Regions from separate parts of the Mus musculus genome. Here region 1 is linked to region 2. A link is a contact called in public Hi-C data. All regions are on one chromosome and are shown on one strand. The core of a region is the stretch at or near the end of the contact, and the rest is flanking DNA. Distances in the headings are between cores, read along the strand shown.

Region 1 (2,814 bases), core at 1-2,500, 650 kb after region 2:
CAGCTCATGGACTTGAATAATTATGTTGTTGAAATACAAGATGTTCATACTGCTCTTCAGCTCACTGACCTACTGCAGTAACTAGTTGCTAATTAGATTTCTTTGAACCAGCTTGTCCAGCTGGGAGGACTTGAGAGCTGTATTCTGCAAGAATCTGGTATATGTAGTCTCTTGCTGCCATAGGAAGAGTCTTTGTGCCAGCATGCCTTCTGCCATTTTCTAGGTATGTACATTGCTCTTGATGTGTGTCATTGTCCTGAGTTAGAAATGAGAGTGGATCACTGGTGGGATTATATTAGTTTCTTTACTAATTTACTAATTTATCCCCCAGTAATATCCAGGGTTGAGAGTCAAATTTAGTGTTCATCTGTTTTGTTTACTTTCTACTGAAACTCTGTACAAGGTGGGCACATATAGGTGTGCAACTTTAATCTTTTTGTTCAAGGTGATTGATCTATGTCTTATGATCTTAAAAAATAAACAAAAATGTGTAATTTTGCTAAAGTAAACATTACTTTTAAAAGTATGTTTTAGATACTTGGGAGTGAAAGAAATAAGATGTAGAGAGAAAAGTCTGTGAGCTATTATCTTTCTACTGGAAGAGATGTATAAAACCAAATATAGGGATATGGTATGTAAGAGTTATTTAAAAGTACATTTAAAGCATATGGAGTATAAGGCATATTAATACCAAGTAAGAATACAAAGTCAGGGATCTTCCATGTGTATCAAACTGTCTAAACTATGGAGTAATTATAAGACATGTTAACTAACAGATGTAATTCAGAAGTGGTATTAGAAAGAACTAGTACCTGCTAGAAAGATCTCCTCTATCTTAATCCTTAACCTAGGTGCTACTCTGGGACAGTGTGTGCACACAGTAGATGTCTATTCACCCACCGTTTCTATAATAAGTGATAATGAATATCATACAATTTGATGTGAAATCAGTAATGGAAATGGAATTTAGTTTCTAGTCACAATGACATGATTTCTAGGAGGTGTATCAGATGCTGTCCTTAAAGAGTGGAAGAAGAACACTAGCTTTGGGTTCTCAGGAAGTCTCTACTTGGATGAATCATTTAATACAAGTGTAACTCCAATTCAGGAGCCAAGACTACTACAATCCTTTTAGCCATTTTCTATCAGTTGTCCCAGTTTTCTAGAAAATCCTCAGAGCTGACCTACCCATGTGATCTGAGTCAGGATAGGCCTTACCATTCTCTGGAACCATTCAAGCATGTGTCATGTCTGTGTGAAACGCCAAACTTAAGAAATGCCTCTGAATACTGCATAGTGATTGAGAATTGTATGTTCTCAGTCTTGTTACCCACTTTTAAATCAGATTGAAAGTAACTTGAGTTTGAAATAATTCCAGCATTCTCTCCAACTGGCAAGGCAAAGTGTCCTTTAGCACAATCTTGGACATAATCTGGTTGGCCTGTCAGCCTTGCCCAACCGAGCTGGTACCAGCATTCCACAGCAAGCATAAGGAAGCAGGGTCGCATGCCACCCACGCCCAAACCTCTCTGACATTTCCGTGGGCCTGGAGCCAGATCTCCCCCTGTGTTTCATCTCCCTCTCAGAATACAAAGGAACACTGAACCTTCCAGTTAATTCAATACCCTCCCCCCCCTTCCTGGAGAGGATAACAGTTCTGTTGACCATTATAATGCATCTTCTGTCTCCCAGCAATCCACATAGTCATTAATTTCTGCTGCTGACATCAGGAAAGAGGATTATGTGTGTGTCTGAAACTGTTCCCAGAGTGCTCATTAGTCATAGATAATTGAAAAACTGGTAGGGGAAGGTTTGTTGTAATAGGAGCTCTGCTTGTGAAGAGGGACTGCAGCTACCCGATAATTGTAGGCTCCAGCTTGGACCACTCAGGCCAAATATGTCCATTCACATGGGAATTCATGGGGCCCAGGAATCCTCAGGGCCATCTGATATCTGAAGGTGAACAAGTAACACAGCCAGAGATCAGAGTGTAGGTGAATTGCCCATGGGTTTCTCTCCTATCTTTAGCGTGAGGAACAGGACTTGGAAAAGATGCAGGAAATTTGCTCTCATTTTGTTTTTATTTAAACTTAAGCCAATTTGGTTTGTTTTAAGCAAACACACGAGGTCATGATCTGGAAGGACATAGATGGTTCAGGAGAGTACTTCACAGCACATCCTATCTGTACTGTTACAGAAATCAAGTGGTTTTTTTTTAATTTTTAATTTTTATTTTTCTAGAAACTTCTAGAAGTACATGTGCTCATGTACTTGAATGTTTAGAATCTTTAAAAGGATCACAAATATGAGATCCTAAGAGCACTATTCTACATCCTGGCTTTGTCCCATATTTTATCTCAGTCTTTCTCCCAAATTCATACCTTAATTCTTCCTCAAGTATTTTCTATATAGGATTCTGTAGAATAGATGAAATGGTTTGTTTATTTGTTGTTAGTTTGCTTGCTTGCCTGCCTCCTTCCTCCTTCCCTCCCTCCCTCCCCACTCCTCCTCCCTCCCTCTCTCTCTCTCTCTCTCTCTCTCTCTCTCTCTCTCTCTCTCTCTCTCTCTCTCTCTTTCTTTCTTTCTTTCTTTCTTTCTTTCTTTCTTCCTTTCTTACCAAACCAGAAGAGAAGCACCTCTAAAACTATTATATAAGAAACACTTGTTCAAAGTAAAACACAAGAGAGCACAGGGAAGTAAGGAGCACAGATTCACCCACACCCCCATTGGAAACATAAGTTTTGTATGTGTGTTTTACCTCCTAGGTATGTAGTTTTATAAATTCATCTATCAACATTGTTATTTTTAGATTCA
Region 2 (2,700 bases), core at 56-2,555:
GGGACACTGTACACTTGCACCAGTTTGTTATGTGAGCCACATGAGTGCAGGCGACAAAGCCACATGGGACCACAGCTACCTAGTGTGACCCCAGCTAACCACTTCACTAAGGCATCCACTTCTCATCTGGAAGTGGAGGTAAGCCTGCCTCTCCAAACAGGAGCAGGGCGGAGAGCTGTCTTACAGAGTGCTAAGAGAAGGCTATGACAGTTCTCTCTTCTTCCTTGTCTCATGGTCATTAGTCCATTTCTCCTCCCCTAGACCACCACTGGGGTCCCCCTGGGTGCCTACCGGGGTGCTGAGTGCCACACATGCTGTTTCTCAGCAGTACTTCCACTCCTCCCCATGGCCTGTAGGCTCATATGTCTGCATTCTCACTAGAAATGCCCTAGCACAAGAAAGCACTCAGGGCCACAGAAGCCCAGGCCTGTGTGAGCAATCTCACATCTCCAGTCAGCTTTTGCAGGGTTCCCAGAACGGCATGTCCACCCAGAACCTGGGACTGGCGCAGCTACACATCCTTTTCAGGAGAGCACGGCCTCGAGGCTGCAGGAACTCAGGGTGACTCAGCTTCACATGTGACAAACAGCCTGTGAAGTAAAACAGACCAGAGCTCCAGCACGGCTGCCTTCAGATTTCAGGGAAGGAAGGGGCGGCCTGAGAGGTAATGGACAGCGTTGAACTCGCATGTCACCTCAGGCCAAATGTGTGCTCTCCTGCTGAGGCCTTACCACAGACACCTGAGTGTGTGATAGTCTGAGAGGTTAGCCTTTCAGCGTTGCACGAGGGGGGGGGTGTCATAATAAGAAGATCAAGGAATTGAGCAGAAGCATCCGACTTAGATACCCTTGTTCTTTCCTAACAAAATGTCAGGAAAAAAAATGTCTTTTTCCCCCAACCCCACTTTCTGCGGCACTGCAGAGTTCCCTGAGTGTGATTTAAAAACAGACTGACCCACTGAATTGTATTTTTCAAAGTTTGCAGCAAAAGATGCCCCTAGCTCCTTTTACCATTAACACCCAGGGCTGTTCCTCCCTGCTTGTCCTTGGTTTATGATAGACAGGGGGTGTGCAGGGAGTGCTGGGGCATGAGCCTGTGTAGTGGGCAACACCATAACAGGGCGGTAGAATGGCTACTAGCAAAATCATGTCCATGGCTCTGTCCAGCACTGAAGTCATAGTTACAACCTACTGAGCTTTGGGGGTCAGAGGTTGGGAACACCACTCTCAGGGAACACTCAGAGGAGGTATGGCCTGGCAGGAAGCATTGGGCCATGCCAAACAGGAAAGGGGAGGGCGGGCCTGGGAGGGACTGAAACGTCACCAGGATACATGCCAAAGTTGGGTGGGCCTAAATACTAGGGCAGAGCTGCTGGGCACATGACTCTTGAAAATCTCCCAGGGAATAACTTCTAATCCCTGCCTTATTGAAAGGTTTGGGGAAGGCTCCAGCCTGCCGTCTGCTGCTCTGGGCTGTGGGGGGAATCCTATGCTGGCACATAGCCACAAGGACATTTCTCAGGGAAAGCCTTTGGCCCAATAAGTCTGTTTTCTCCTTTCTTTGGAAACTAGGATTTGGAATCTGTTCAGGAAAAATGTAATGTACAAACAAATAGCCTTGGCCATCTGTGCCTCCCCTTGGAGCCAGGTCAAGCCTGGGGAGAGCTTAGCCTCTCTGGGCTTTCCAGCTGTAGGCCATCCCTTTGTAGCCAGTCTCTGCCTGTCCTAAAATAATGTCTCCTCTCCTTCCCCTAGTGCTGCTCATACCCAGGTCTTCTCAAGTGCTTCCCGAGATGGTAGGGATGTCCCCATTGTAGTGATTACTTGCTTCATCAACCCCTCCCCCACTAGTCTCACTTCTCAGGGGATTAGTTGCTTCTCCAAAATATTATTCCACGTTGTTTCAATGTAAAATGTTCTTTCCTTGTTCTGTAGGTAAGAACCCCTGGTTTTATTTTTAAAACTATCGTCAAAATGACTGCCAGTCCTTAAACTCTGGCTGTGAGCTAAGCAGGTGGTGTTTCATGCTACTCACTGCCTAGCAAAGTGTTCAGGACAGAACCTGATGCATAGTACATGCTCAATGAAGGGTGCTTAATGTCCCTATTAATTACTTTAATTCTGATGTAGTGCTCATGGCAGACAGGATTTGTCTTGTGCATTGCATGACAAGTCTGTGGGCCTCATGAGGGCAGGGATTGTGTGTTTACTCTCTAGTGTCTCCAAGCACGTGTTTACCCGGAGGAAATTCCCAGGGTGGCAAGCTGGTCGTTCAAGCTGGTGAGCAGCGCAGTGACTTATGTCTAGGATTCCAAAATCAGCTTGGAGTCACTGTAGTCTAAAGAATAGAGGGTCAGGACAGAGCAAAGATCTTGGCTTGCTTCTACTTCAACTGTCTACTACCTTTATGACCTCAGAAGGATTGATCTTTTTGAATCCTAAATACCTATTTTTCAAAAACAAACAAACAAAACAAACAAACAAACAAACAGACAAACAAACAAACAAAGTTAAAAGTGTCTGCTTGTCTTCTTCGCAGGTTTGTTGTGGGCATCAGTGAGCATGTACAGACTGTTGTGAGCATCCTCTTGGAGTCCATGGCCATTGCCGCTACTGTGATTTAAAGAGCTGTGCCCCTTCTTGGCTCCTGGGTTGGCACTTGTTTTCCAGCTGTTTGGTGGTGCTGTTTGGAAAGGGCATG

Evidence for each region. A called contact is a pair of places that touch in the nucleus more often than the background predicts.
Region 1: a Hi-C map of muscle stem cells shows a contact between it and region 2, with 2.5 times the contacts expected there. The contact joins two enhancer-like sites. A contact is called at or near these places in 1 of 15 datasets of contacts at CTCF or cohesin (the NIH/3T3 cell line), 2 of 484 Hi-C or Micro-C datasets (bone marrow-derived macrophages and muscle stem cells), 2 of 115 datasets of contacts at active chromatin or transcription factors (both in embryonic stem cells) and 1 of 9 other capture datasets (embryonic stem cells).

What each region holds. Positions count from the first base shown.
Region 1 is chr4:95,732,306-95,735,119 of GRCm38.p6, forward strand. All of the region lies in intron 6 of Fggy (FGGY carbohydrate kinase domain containing), which reads left to right. Among named protein-coding and RNA genes, the nearest start is that of Fggy, 180 kb to the left of the region's middle. Within about 2 kb of position 1,251, at least 81 of the 459 cell types and tissues checked have an H3K27ac peak or open chromatin away from gene starts, as enhancers often do. A contact at or near this core is called in the NIH/3T3 cell line and muscle stem cells, where this site is marked.
Region 2 is chr4:95,081,291-95,083,990 of GRCm38.p6, forward strand. The region is part of intron 1 of Junos (a long non-coding RNA gene); the gene reads left to right. Among named protein-coding and RNA genes, the nearest start is that of Junos, 30 kb to the left of the region's middle. Within about 2 kb of position 1,306, at least 142 of the 459 cell types and tissues checked have an H3K27ac peak or open chromatin away from gene starts, as enhancers often do. A contact at or near this core is called in the NIH/3T3 cell line and muscle stem cells, where this site is marked.